2 separate regions of the Urocitellus parryii genome follow, and region 2 is linked to region 1. Evidence: chromatin contacts called from public Hi-C data. All regions are on one chromosome and are shown on one strand. Each heading gives the region's core, a stretch centred on a gene start, on an enhancer-like site or on the middle of the called end of the contact. The rest is flanking DNA. Distances are from core to core; before and after follow the strand shown. Region 1 holds the start of LOC113193428 (fibroblast growth factor-binding protein 1-like). Region 2 holds the start of Cc2d2a (coiled-coil and C2 domain containing 2A).

Region 1 (6,996 bases), core at 2,064-4,563:
GAAGCAAACTCTCTAGGGTGAGTCTAAGATGAGTTTGTTTTTTTTTTTCCAAACTGATTAGATTTTACTGATATTTCTTTAGCCAATATCTCCATTTTCTCTAACAAGAGAAGTTTGGAATGCATAATATTTTACGAAATGAATTAATATTGCTTGAATGCAGCAACTCAGCATTTTCAGTCTGTTCACAAAGACACTTTTGAAGAAAGGATTGATTTTTGACAGCCTTCACTGGTGTTATTGCAGGGTTAGGACTCAGCTAAGAACCCCAGCACACCCACTCATATAATCCCTGGTGACTGCTCCAACAGGGCCAACCCTCTAGGTCAAGAAACTATATGTAGTAACAAGCCAGAGAGTAAAGTCAGCCTTGAACTTGAAATTGCATGCCAGTGACCACACCAGATGAGACACACATTCAGTTATCAGCTCCATTGGTGGTGGTAATCAATTGTGTTCATATCATTTAGACTCTCAAAAAAAAAGTTGCATTCATTATTTAAAACTCTCTGGTAAAGAGAACAACAAAACTCCAATCTAATTAAAAGACACAAAAGTTTAAAATGAAGAACATTTTCAAAATAATGCATAGGTGATAATATAATGTCTGTTTTCAAAGAACGCAGCTTAAGAAATTATTATGAACCCAAACTGTTCTGTGTCACTTGTTAATAGCTCAGCTCCAGTAATTAAAAAAAAAAATCAGTATGCAGTCCTAAATGAGGTGCTGAGATCATCCACAGGAGTTTAAGTCAAGTAGTTTGGATAAAGTCACACAGTTCACCGAAATCATTCCCCACCTCGGTCATTCTTGTGTAAAACTGTACTTCCAGCTGGATGGCCAGAGTGAGATCCCTCATGCAACCTGGAAAGGAATATTTTCAATAGGAATTCCAGTATTAAGGACTCCCTCTTAACCAGCCTCAGGGCCCACAGATTCCGCTGCCCACGCAGTAACTTCAGATGGCTCAGTGAAAACGACTGAGAAACCAAGAAGCTTCAGCCACTTCTGTCACTCATTCCCCAAGTATTTATTGAGACTGGCAGGTGGGAAGAGGACAGAATACAGACGCTGAGAGTCCTGGTTTAAATTTGGAACTCCCCCTTTCCTACCTCGGTGAACTTGAGCAAGCCCTTGGATATTTCCAAGAGCCACTGTCTCCTTCTGTAAAATGGGAAGAGGCATCCTTGGGTGGTGGTGAGGAGGAGCAGGAATGAGCTCTTAGGAATGGGCTCAGGGCTTCACAGCTGTAATGTAGTTACAGTTAATTTATTCCCTTGGGATATCATTGTTAGGTGCTTGCCTTATCAAGGAGGTTTGCAAGGCTGAGCTCTGCCTCTATCCTGGCTGCTGGGTGGAAGGGGAGAGGCCTGCAGGAAGCATGTCTAATGGCATACGTGTAACCCCCTGCTCACTGGATTCCACCCAGCACTTTCCCTGTAGGAACTGGCTCCATCTGAGGGGCGTGGCTGGGAGGAGTGTGAGCAAAGCTGCTCAAGTCTGAGTGCTGTAAAAACCCAGGCGTGGGCTCCTATAAATAGCCGACCCTACCTTGCACTGCGTCTCAGAGGACTGCCAGCCTGCCACCGCTCCCACACCGGGGTCGCCCTGGATCTGCATACTCAGAGCAAGGTAAGGGTCTGGCTCTCTTAAGACTTCACTATTGCCCCCAGTTCTCACCCCACATGAGGATCTGGCTTTTTTGAGTCCAGATGCCTTGATGGACAAGTAAGAGCCAAGTCCCAGGGCCCTGGGCAGCTTCATTGCTTTAGCCCAGACTCGGGTGATGGTCTCCCTATCATGACTTCAGTGGGTGGGCAAACCCCCAGGTGCAAATGAGATCATAGCTGTTTCCTGGGGCTTTCCCTTTTTCAAACAAAATTCAATACGTGAAAAAAGGAAAAAAAAAAGTGAAAAAAGGAAAAAAAAAAAAACAACCACAAAACAAATGATCTGAATAATCCTGTCAGTATGGCCAAACCAGACCGTTGAGAGTTTTCTGATTCCTCGCTAGTATTTTCTGAAGATCAGAGTGAAGGTGAAAGCGAGAAGTGACCAAGGAGGGGTGGGAGAAACCCAGTGAGATGTGGTCTGGCCGGCCCTACCAGCTTTGTCACCGCCGGCTTCACCTGCCTGAGCCCTAACTGTCACAGCTGTTACTGTGAGTGACAGACGAATAGCGATGGGGCCGGGTTCTTGTAGAGATTAAACAGGATGAGAATCAAATGCTAGAACAAAGCTCAGCACTTAGTGGGTGTCAGATAGACCTGGGATTCTTTGAGGTGTGGCTTTTTTTCTTTTCTTTTATTGTTCACCTGATAAAACCCATGGAGTTTAGTCCAGCATTCAAGGTCATTCTCTGGATCCAAGGAATTTTTTTTCAAAACACCTGGATTAAAGGTTTTGTGTCTGCCCAGCACTGTGCCACCACAGGGCTCCGGAAGCCAATGGGCACCACACTTGCCTTCAGATTGTGGTCTAAGCATTCGGCTTGAAGTCCATCCCTCTCCACCTGGGTTCACTCTGCCCTGTCATGTCCAATGACCTCCCACCTTCGTGCCTTTCCTGGGGATCCTCCTCCCTTCGGTAATATTCCCTCTACCCCAGAGCACCACCCAGCTCCAGGTGTCAAACCCTGAGCAGGTTCAGCCTCTGAGTCAACATCACGTTTTATGACATTTCTATGGCTCTTGCCACATCCTTTCTGATTTTGTGGTCATCTGTGTCTGTGCAGACTTGTGAGGTGGAAAGTCAGCACATTGGAACTAAGGAAGGGTTTGACTATTTCATTCAACACCTTGATTTCCAGGTAAAGGACCTGAGACCCAGAGTGGGAGAGTGACTTGTCCAAGACCAACTCCATGGTCAAGGCTATTTAAATCTCTCCAAGGGCAGGCTCTGAGCTCTTTAAGACACGAGGTTTTCTCAGTCAGTGTGGTGTGATCAACAGCTAGGATAGTGCATGACCCATTGTTGGTGCTCAATTAATGCTTGTTGAATGAGTGACTGAAGGGTGGGGCAAGTGCAGGAGTAACTGAGTGAGTGAGTGGGAGAGTTAGGGAGGCTCTGAGAGTGGTGAGGGATGAAGAATGGTAACATTTTGCCACTCAAAGGCTCAGGTCAAGTGGAAGTGGGAGCAGACAGGCTACTCATCTAGTGATTTCAGGAGCCAGACAGATTTCTGGTCTCCTCCTAAAGTGGGCAGACACGGATCAGGCTGCAAGGAGGCCAGCCTGCAATCCTGCACACTCAACTGCTGCCCAGCACTGAGTCCCTGCCTTTCATCCAACAGGTGCTTGCCCAGCTGAAGCCATGAAGATCCACAGCCTTGCCCTCCTCTCATTTCTCCTCCTGGCTGCTCAAGTGCTCTCAGCAAAGGTCAGAAATGGAACAAAGAACAGACGGGGCAGCATACCAGAAGGAGATCCATCAGTTCCTCTGGGCGAGGGCCAGAGTAAGCAGAGAAGCAGAACATCCAAGTCCATGACCAATGGCAAGTTTGCCACCAAAGACCAAGCTTCCTGCAGATGGTCAGTGACTGAGCAGGAGCTGGTCATCACCCTGAAAGTGGAGTGCACTCGAATGGACCAGGAGTTTTCTTGTGTCTTTGCCGGAAAGCCAACTAAATGCCTCAAGCTCAATAATGAGAAGGCCTATTGGAAACAAATTGTCCGGACGCTGCGCAAACAGAAGAACTTATGTGAGAACTCCAAGAGTGTCCTGAAGACCAGGGTGTGCAAAAAGCAGTTTCCAGAATCCAATCTCAAGTTGGTAAACTCCACTCTGTATGAGAACAAGAAGCCCAGAAAGGAGAAAACAGAGCTGTCCCCCAAGGAGCATATTGAGGTCACCAGCCCTTCCGCCCTGGAGCCAAATGAGGTCAAAGAGAACATCCAGTCCAGCCCAGCAGAGACTCAGACTGTGGCCGTCAAAGGTCCGGAGTGTATGGAGGACCCAGATGTGGTGAACCAGAGGAAGACTGCCCTGGAGTTCTGCGGGGACTCCTGGAGCTCCTTCTGCAACTTCTTCCTCACCATGTTTCAGAGCACAACATGTTAACGAGGTCAAAAGGGACAGTTGCATCCTAAGCGCCCACCCGCCCCTCCCCCATGGTGGAAAATTCTCCAAGTTTCCCACAAGATATGAACTTTTGTGTTATGGAGCACAGTTCAATATTTAAACAGTTTTTATACTTTTGTTTTTGTGTTCTGGAATTTGCTTTCTTTCCATTTCTTTGGTTGTGAGTCTCAAAGACTGTGTATATCACTGTATTTCCATGGTCCACAAGGCTGTGTGCATAGGAGCAGCAAAGACTTGCATTTGAACTGAGCGAACCTCAGTGAGATTTCAGTCTGAGGCATTTTCTGCCAAATTAACAAAGATAATAAAGATCTGGGTGTTCTCAGAAATACCTTCGGCCATTGTTTGGTTTCTAGGTCTCTGGTTCCAAACAAGTTTATGGCTCGTTATTAACAGACCTCCCTATATGAATGGAAAAAGACCTAATGATGACTTCCAGTTCCACCCATCCCAAGCCATCCCCTCACAAGACCCTGTCCAGGTTGCCTCTTTACAGTTTTATCCGATGGTCGGTGGTATTTAACGCTTTCTGAAATGCAATACCTAGGGTCTCATTTTCAGTGGGCATTGAGTAATGTGGCAAGGTCTCTCAGATGGTAAGAGGGGAGGTAGGACTGGAACCCAGGAGTTCTGGCAGCTAAACCACAGACTTGAAGACTCAAGCCAGAGCTGCCCGATCTCCCCCTTCCCACCATATGCAGAATTCTTCCTCATGTGGAACTTGTTTCTGGGTTGGGGGAGAAAGTCTTGGTTAAGCCTAGTGCCCTGTGTTGAGGACTATAATGGAAAAAGGAGAAGGCTGAGTGGGAAACCAGAGAGGAGAGATAGAAACTACTGGAAAATCTGGGGTTGAGTAGGGGGATACTAGGACTGGGTTTGGACAGAACTTCTTTGGGAATGAATTGGGGACAGAGTGGAGGCATTTTAGTCATCTGACAGCATGGATGACATCAAAAAGATATGAACATTCCAGAAGCTGGGAAAGCTGGGTGGTTGGAGTGGGATGGGATGCATGGAGGAGGTGGCTGTGCGCCATTTACACATTAGTAGGAAGGATCTGAAAGTGTGTTAGGAGTGAAGGAGAAAGCATAGACTTCCCCAACACCCTGTCACCATTCCACCAAGAGGGACAGGGAAGAGCCAGAGTTGGTTCAGAAACAAAAACAAAGGAAACCCTGCTCTTTAGCATCCTGTGATGGAGTGGGGAGGGAGGACAGGTGGCGGGCAAGCAGAGCCCCTTATAGTCACTACCCACCAGAGCACCCACAGAGAATGGCCTCACAAAGGCATTGACTGTCACCACCAACACCATGAATTTTAACGTGTGTCTCTCACCTGCTGCAGGTGGGGCTCTGCGCCACGCTCTTCCCTGCGTTAGGCATCCATCCATCCATCCGCTCGCTCACTCACTCACTCACCTGCTCATTCAACACGATTTATGAAGCTCAGACTCCCACCAGGCGAGGTGCTTGACATGTGCAAAGCACAAAAGATGGACGCTTTGCTCTCATGGAACTGGCTGTGGGGAGAGTGGGGATAGACTCATCATCCCCCAAGAGTTAGGAAAAGCACAGCAAGAGTGGGTGGAAGTGAAGGAGGACAGGAGATTTAGGTGGGCTGGTCAGAAGGGACCTCTCTGTAGGTGACTTTTGAGACTGGACCTAACTGGAAGACCTGAGCCACGTGACTCTCCAGGATAAGTGTATTTGAAACAGAGGAAGCTGTTAGAGCAAATGCCCTGAAATCACAATTAAATCCACTCATTCCCTCGTATAATATCTTCTATATGCTTGGAATTCTTCTAGAAGCAGAAAATCGTAGCAAAGAAAATAGAAAAAAAATTCATCTTCATGACATTTCCAGATGGCCAAGATGATGATGCCGTTGTCAGATGGAGCCCAAGGTCTGACCTGTGAACCTTGCCACCAACTCCGGGAGAGTTGAACTGGACCCCCAGCTTCCCTCCAAACCTTCTAGCCACCACAAGGAGAGCTATTTCCTTTTGAAGTGTTACATTTTCTCAGCTCCGGGGCTCTCTACTCAATTCCTACAGTTCAACCCACCCCTGATGGGAAAAGACTGTGAACTCTTCCAGGGGTCACTAAATAGTGACAGGCTGGTCTGGGTAGGTGTAACCTTGGAGAGCCAAACTGAAGTCTCTTAAAGATCCGTTCCAGCCCGTGAGGCTACTGGTTCTGTTCACTCATGGCTTGTAGCCATGGGCAGAACTGGGAGGAGTTCTGCCCTCTGGTATGGTAGAGTCAGCTGAACCTGGACTAGAGGTTGGCCTCTGTCATTAGCTAACCAGGAGGTGGGCCAATTAATTAACCCTCTAATCACAAATCAGCATATCAGGACAATGGGTTAATGAGACCCAAATTTAAGGGTGGCTGCAAGACACACTGGTTGATGTCTAAAGCAACTATTACTGCCCCATCTGTCGAGTGGCAGTGTTCAATACAAGTGACCACTTGAAGTCCCCAGCACTGGACTGTGGAGGGAGGTAAAGAATTTCCTAATAAAAACTCTAGGAGCTAACCCTTCCTTCCTTCCATCTTTCTTTCCTCCCTCTCTCTCTCTCTCTCTCTCTCTCTCTCTCTAATAAGTGGTGAGGAAGGACCATAACTATCTACCTACTATTGTCCTTACTCTATCATTTAATTCCCTCAGCAACCTTGTCTGGTAGGATTTCTCATCCTCATTTGCTAGATGAGGAAACTGAGGCTCCCAAAAGCCGTGAACTTGTCACGGTCGTGAAGCCATGGGTGGCCGCACCTACAAAGAGAAGCCCTGGTCTGGAGGCTCACAAACACTTTGTCCTCTGAAGCTCATGATTTTCTTCACCTGATGAGAGCAGAGTGACATATGTGACCTTAGACATGAGTCAAACTGAAAGTGAACAGATTCCATCAGTC
Region 2 (6,996 bases), core at 2,122-4,621, 400 kb after region 1:
CAATCCACAGGAAAGGGTTAAAGCTCCAGGGTGCAGATCTGGCTGAAAGTCTCCCAGGTCCCCAAGAGTGGCCAGAGAGTGGCCACGTGGGCTGGCCATCTGCTCTCCGCCTCCAACCCGCCCCTGTAGGGCTCATCCCAGCCTGCAGGAAAGGGCAGGCGGCTCCTCTGCCCAGCTGGACCAGAGTGGTGTGTGGGGCGTGGGGAGCCAGGGGGGAGGCTTCTTCCCTGACTTGGCTCTCCCAGTGCCTCCCACCTCCCCTGTCCATCCCTCTCTGGGCAGCACCATCACGTGATTCCTGGCTCAAAATGGCGCTCTCCTTCCCTCCCTCCCTCCCTCCCAGGCTGGCTTCTCCATTGTTCCAGGCAAGTGTCTCCTCCACCATAGCCCTTTCCCTACTGCCCTTCTCAGAGGAGGGCAGCTCCTTACCAAGGGAATTGATTTACCTGGAAAAGGCTTATCTTGCTTGGGGATGCTCCCAGCCTAAGAAGGGAACTCCTGCAGAGAGGTGGGGGAGGGACAGCCAGCAGACCCGGGAGATAGGAATCGGCCTCTGGCTCAGGCTGAAGCGGAATTCGGGCTTGGAGTTGGAAAAAGAGGGAGTTCCCAGAGATCTGTAATCCTGCACTGCCATCTACCGCCTGTGCTGGTTTATGGCCTTCGGCAACAACACTAACATGATGGGCTGCTTCCCTGTTTCTAGACTTCTCTCTCAGGAGATTGGAGGAAACTTACAGGGAAAAATCTCCGAGTATGGACCATGTCCTGATTATGAGGATCACCTATCTGTAAGCTCCCCGCCAGGGTCCTGCACACTGGACAATCTATTTGCATCCCTGTCTCACTGTTCCCCAGAGTGAGCCCCAAATTGGTACCCCAAAAGGAACACTTCCCTGGGAAGATTCTGTGGCACCCAGGAGCGGGGTTGGGGGGGACGCAGGCAGGTTGATCAAGGGCACCAACATGCAAACAGGGCTTCTCTTCACTTCCTACCCGTTTCTTTCTTGGTCTTTGACCCTTTGGGTTCTTCTTCCGACTTCCCACATCCACGTCCTCCTCATTTTCAGTGAACTCCTTTGTTAAAATGCAAACGGAAGAGAAGGAGAGTGTTAAGAGAGGGAAAGAGGGGTGTGCTTTCCAAATCACGGTCTTGACCTTGGGCCTCCATCCACTCACGTTCAATGTGAGGGAGGAACGGTTAACAATCTAAGTAGCCACCACTGTCCACCCTTCACCAGAGACCTGTCTTGACAGTTTGTATCCAAACTGAATGACTGTGAATGAGGTGGTGTAGGGTTTTCCATGGTCACAGGCCCTCATTCAGGCTGATAACATTTATCGAGCACTTATTGTGTTCCAGGTCCTGGCAGCACAGAGAAGAAAACACGCTCCCCACTTTCAAAAATTCACATTCTAAGAAAAGTGACAAAGGAATCTGCCAGGAAGGATGGAGAACCATAGCCCAGGACAGATGTGAGAGTCATATTTGGGGTCTCGTGGGTTGGTTTTTCTGCTTCCCAACTTCACCAGCACGTGGGGAGAAGTAAAAATGCAGTAAATCATTATGAAAGCCCCAAGTTAGAGGATATTTTGGCTGATTTCTTTGAAAAGGGAATATGGCAAATGTCATTCTCTTTTTTGCACATTATGCCTTCTGAGGTTTTAGACATCAGGTGTTACAACTGGAAGCTCTAAAGTGCCCAAGCTTTTACTGTTCTGTCCTAGAGTTTGGCAGACTGGGGCATAAGTGAACAAGAAGCTGCAAGACAATCACAGAACCTCTCTCCCTGGTACCCCAACTCATGAATCTTCTCTTTCTAAAGTTGGGAAATGTTTTGGTTTTGTACTGGGACAAAGTTGCAACACAAAACCTGGATGTTAATGATATGATATAAGGTCTCAACTTTCACTGGGCCAGGCCCCAGTGACTCCTCACTTCCCTTGGTTGTTGGGGTTAGGGAAGGTGTGGACTTCAGTTACAGAGAACAGAGCTGAGGCCCCCACAGAGAATGAGCCAGGTTGGGGCTTTCCTTAGTGCATGTGACCGATCTCTCTTCCTCAAGTTCTGGGTAGAGGCCTTACCTCTTTCTGGCCTCCTTTCCTCAGGGCTCACCAGATGGGGAGTATTCTTAGCTCCATGATTCACCAGTTTGATTGTAAGGAGGTGATAACATCAAGGTGTGTAAGTATGGTTTTAGATTCAATTCTAAATTTTTATTGGCTGAGAACGGACTTGTGAGAAATCTAGGTCATCTTTTCCTTTCTAATGTTTTAATCCTTGACCAAATGACAAACTGTCCATAGGACTTCTAGTAAGATGAAATGTGGGTCACCACTTTATCCCCAGGGACAAAAGGCAGAGAATATATTTGTTGTACACATGAAGAAACTTATGTGGTTGGTTCGTACTTGATATTTTGCTTAAAGTTAATGTGCAAAGTTTTAAATTGAGCTCCCTCATGTGTTTTAGTGCACCACACAGGGGACAGCACACTGTCTGCATTTCCGTCTCTGTGGGCTCAAGATGGTGAGCCCCTCAGCCAGTGGAGAAATAAGGACACAGGATCACAGTGGTCTACTGTTTCCAGTTGTACACAGCTTTCCTTCTCTGGTCTTGGCAGTGAGTTTTTGTATACCATGAGTCAGAAATCGCAAGACTCCTGGGATAGTTTTATTAGCATTATGATCTATCACTGTGACCTTCATTCTGAATTCTTAAGGAAATCAAGGTGCTTCAGGCAGAGCTGGGCTCCAGAAACAGGTAGTAAATTAAGCTGTGGTGGATTGGAATTCATGAAATGATGTCAAATTAATTTCAGAGGGTTCAGGCGGAGGTAAGACCCAGAGTGCCCACAGGGAGGCTGGCCTCACATCTACCCACCTCTGCACTTCATGCCTGTGTGTTCAATTAAACTAAATTTGGTCTGAGGACGCCTTCGTACTTTGAGTCCCTTCGTACTTGACAAACTACAACCCCCCTTAGCATGTCAACTAATCAAAAGCCTCAGTACTTTTGTAACACCCATCATGGCAGCTAAGCTCAGGTGATCAGACCACGTTCACCTAAGGCAACTCGGAGCTGTGACGAGTCGAGCTGTTCCCAAGCTTCGCTTCCATTTTCTGTCCTTACATGCTGCCTGCCCACGTGTCCAGGGGCCTCTCTGAACCTCCTCTGGTTCTGAGGTTGTTCTGCTCATGAATTGTTCTTTGTTCAAACTCAGTCAAATTTAATTTATCTAAGGCTTTCCTTTTAACACATGTGATAAATGCTTGTTATCGGCCTTAACTTCCTCATACAAAATATCCCAAGGGGCCCTGTCAGTAATGACTTACCTCTGAAATTATTTTTATTTTTTCTTCCCTGGAATTCATTTTGTCTGTGATAGATCTCTGAAGAGAAAGAACAATGAAGAAGTCAGGCATTTTGAAGTCAATGTCATATTGTTCTTAACATCAATGCATATGCCTTAGATCTTAGGCGGAGGAGAATTTCTGTCCACCGGGGATACTTGCAGATTCCAGGACTGGTGGAAAGAAGCACCAGAGGAGAAGGGGAATGCCAGACTCCCCTGCCCCCATGACCCTGGCTTCAGGGCACACAGTCCTGAAGTCAGATGACCTTGGTTGGAATCCAGCTCTGGAAGGACAACATCACACCTTCTCTCCCTTAAACCTTCACCTTTCTATCCCTGCTCACCCTCTGCCCTTGATCTTGGTTCTCATTTTCCTAAGCAAAGAGATGAGATCAGGGACTATAAGAGTCAGGTTAACATCTGCCTATCACCACTAGAATGTGTTTGTAACAGGGCAGAAACAGTATTTTCTTCATTATTTACACCCAGAGCCTTAGACCACAGCACACACCTCAGTTTATATTTATCTGATGAATGCCTAATACTACTGATTGGCTGCCTCTTCAAGGCCATGTTCTGGAACCCTTTAGAGCCTTCCTCTTGGTGCTAGGAGAGAACACGTGGAGGAACACCAGGCTCAGGCCTAATATCCCAAATCTTCCCAGGACTTGGTCAGTTAAGCAGCTTGTCTGAGGTGTTCAAGGTCTCCCGGACCCTCCCTAGGAATTAGCATGGAAAAGGGAAAGGATCTGAAATTCTGTTGTCTTCCACACAGACACCTCACAAGGAATAAAAAGCAAAAGGGAGAAAGGGGAAATACCGGGAATGATATTGGCCAAATTATATTGTTACAAATAGGCAACAACAAACCTCACCATTATGTTCAGCTATGATGCACCGATAAGAAAACCAGAAGAGAAATGAGAAACTAGATCGGGGGAAAAAAAAAGTTGAGAGGGTAATCAATAGCAGATGAGTGGGGAATGCTAAAGGAAAAGAAAGCTCTCAATCAACTGCTCTGGTCATTATTAACTGGAAAAGGAAAAAGAACTGTGAAGTATTTTAGCACGTAAAAAATGATTCTCTCTAAATAAATATATTACACATGGAAGAAAGAAATAGATATGAAAAATGTATCAGGGTTGTTTTTTTCTCCATATTCTTTCCTGATCATTACCTTTGAATGTGTTTCTAAGGAAATCAAATGACACCAGAATTTATTTTTCTCATGAACACTGTTGCTAAGAAGAGATAAATCAACACCACTCAACTTTAACATGCCACTTATCATCCCTGTTTGCATTGGGCACTTATTAATATAATCTTATTGGCAACATCAAAACAGGACCTGTAATTTATTGCACACTTATTTTGTGCTTTCTTTAGATAAATGTCCTCTTTATTCCCTACAATAACTCTGCTGGCCTAGGAGTACATGCTCCAATTTATACAAGAGGAAACTAAGACTGATGTGTTATAGGATTTGCTCAAGGTCATAGTTATTGAATGTCACACTCAGAATTTGATTGGGCAAATGGGGGGTGGAGATCATGGGGGCAGGAAGATGGTGCAATGAGATGGACATCACTATGCTAGGTGTGACGCTACATTGTGTACAACCAGAGAAATGGAAAGTTGTGCACAATGAATCAAAATGCATTCTGTTGTCATATATACCTAATTACAATAAATAAGAATTTGACCTCAAGAGTGTGATCCAAAATCCTCCCCATTTGCTGCCACCTCTGTCTCACCATTTAGTCTTATTTTTGCCATGTTATTAGTAACTACTCTAGGCTAGTCTATTATTCTGGAAATATTTACCATTGAAAGCTGTGAAGCTTTGTACATGCGATAAAGGGCTTAGGCTATGTTAGATCAATGATTTATTTCACTCAGTGCAGAAAACCAAACATTTTTCAAGAAAAGTACTAACACCATCATCAGAACAAATGGATGGTCCCTAACAAATGGATGGTCCCTAAGGGTCATCAGCAGACTATAGCCTCATCCTGAGGACCTTTTGGGAATCCTATAGGGGGCAGGGAAAGGAATGACGGCATTGGAAAGAGACAACATTGTATATTATCTGATATAATAATATATTATCTGATTATAGTGAAACCCTGGGTTTACAGAAAAAGTGAGACCTTTGTAAAAAAAAAAAAAAAATCCATGTACCTGTGCTCAAATGCGAGCTCTACTGAGCAGCACATGGTCTTAGAACAATGCCTTTGCTTCTCTCTAGAATTGTGATCCTGCTTCCTCCCTTGAAGGGCAACTGGTTTATAGGGGCTCAGTGATAGATGTCTAGTAAAACGCCTAGCATGGACCAGGTTCTCTATTTGGGTAGGTTTTAAGAAAAGGTGGTAGGGGGCTATGGCTAGTATACTGCAAGCCTCTGGGTTCGATCCCCAGCAAATACACAAACACACACACACACACACAGATCAGAAAAGGTGATAGTAGAGAAGGGATGTGAAAGAAATAAGTGGGAAGGGAAAAGAGCTTAGGGGACAGAACCCTCTGTCATAAAAAAGAACTCTGGGGACAGTGAAGAGGACAGGAGATGTCACATGCACCTCTTTTGAATCTATTATCAAGTTCTGTAAGTTATTCCAGCCATGGCTTTATAAAGCATAAATTTAGTGACAAATAGTTTTGTAGAATCATTTAATCAGATGAATTTAATCTATACTGCATTCGGAGCATGCATGTACCATATGTGTGTGCTGTGTTGTGTGGCACGTGCTAATCCACTGAAGTGCTGGAAGCCCCTCCCTGTCAGGAGCCCGCTCTGCTCCAATGCTTTCAACCTTCCCACAAACTGCTGAAGGCACTCAGCTCCTTGTGCTTCTTATTACCTGTTTATAGGGCTGTCTTCCCAGCAAACCCCCAGCTTCTGACCCAGTCTAATTCATTTTTGCACACTCTAAACTTAAGCCATGGCCTGGTGCATTGTTGATGCTCCATAAATACTTGAATGAGTGACCGTATAAATGAGCTCTCGGAGATACTTATAGAGTGATATTTCACTCTGCCAGTGAATTTCTTGGCAGAAAAGTTTTTATAAAAATGTGATAGCAGACGTGTATTTCCCCGTAGACTTTATTAGCTTTTCGTAGCACCTCTTTGCAACAAAGGGGAACAATCAGTTGAAACCAAGGCCAGGGAATCTTCCTGAGGTCTTCTGGCAGGCACGCAATCCTCAGCCCTGTGGCTGAGTCCTTTCTTGGTCCAATGGTAAGAAAAGTGAAACTGCCCATAACTAGTACTTGAACCAATTTGAACTAAAAGGCCCAGAAATGCAAAACCCAGCAAATGTTTTGCACAGTGCTGGTCAGAGAGGATTTCCACTCAGGGATCCACGTGACTATGATTAACTGGATTTACGTTTCCTGCAAGCCAGACACCAGACAGCAGCTCACATCAAAGCCGCCCATGTAATGCTCTACATTCCCATTCCAGAAAGTGCAAAAGCAAGCAGTGACGAGAGCCCCTCCATTTACAATTAATTCAGTCCACTCTGCATCTCCCGTAGCCAAGGAGAGACAGAACGCAGCACTCCCAGCCGCTGCTAAGTGAAAACAGGAAACCCTGGCTGCTGCCCTGGTCCCGTTAGAAACTGGTTTACCTTAAGCAA

The links. A called contact is a pair of places that touch in the nucleus more often than the background predicts.
Region 2: a Hi-C map of muscle shows a contact between it and region 1, with 2.8 times the contacts expected there. The contact joins the promoter of Cc2d2a here to the promoter of LOC113193428 in region 1. A contact is called at or near these places in 2 of 2 Hi-C or Micro-C datasets (liver and muscle).

The regions. Positions count from the first base shown.
Region 1 is chr10:134,320,099-134,327,094 of mUroPar1.hap1, forward strand. It overlaps LOC113193428 (fibroblast growth factor-binding protein 1-like), which reads left to right and starts at 3,314. Exons shown (of 2, transcript XM_026404001.2): 1 at 3,314-3,847; 2 at 3,881-4,060. The coding sequence starts at 3,314. The coding sequence ends at 4,060.
Region 2 is chr10:134,715,529-134,722,524 of mUroPar1.hap1, forward strand. It overlaps Cc2d2a (coiled-coil and C2 domain containing 2A), which reads right to left and starts at 3,372. Exons shown (of 36, transcript XM_026403359.2): 1 at 3,334-3,372; 2 at 994-1,074. The coding sequence starts at 3,372.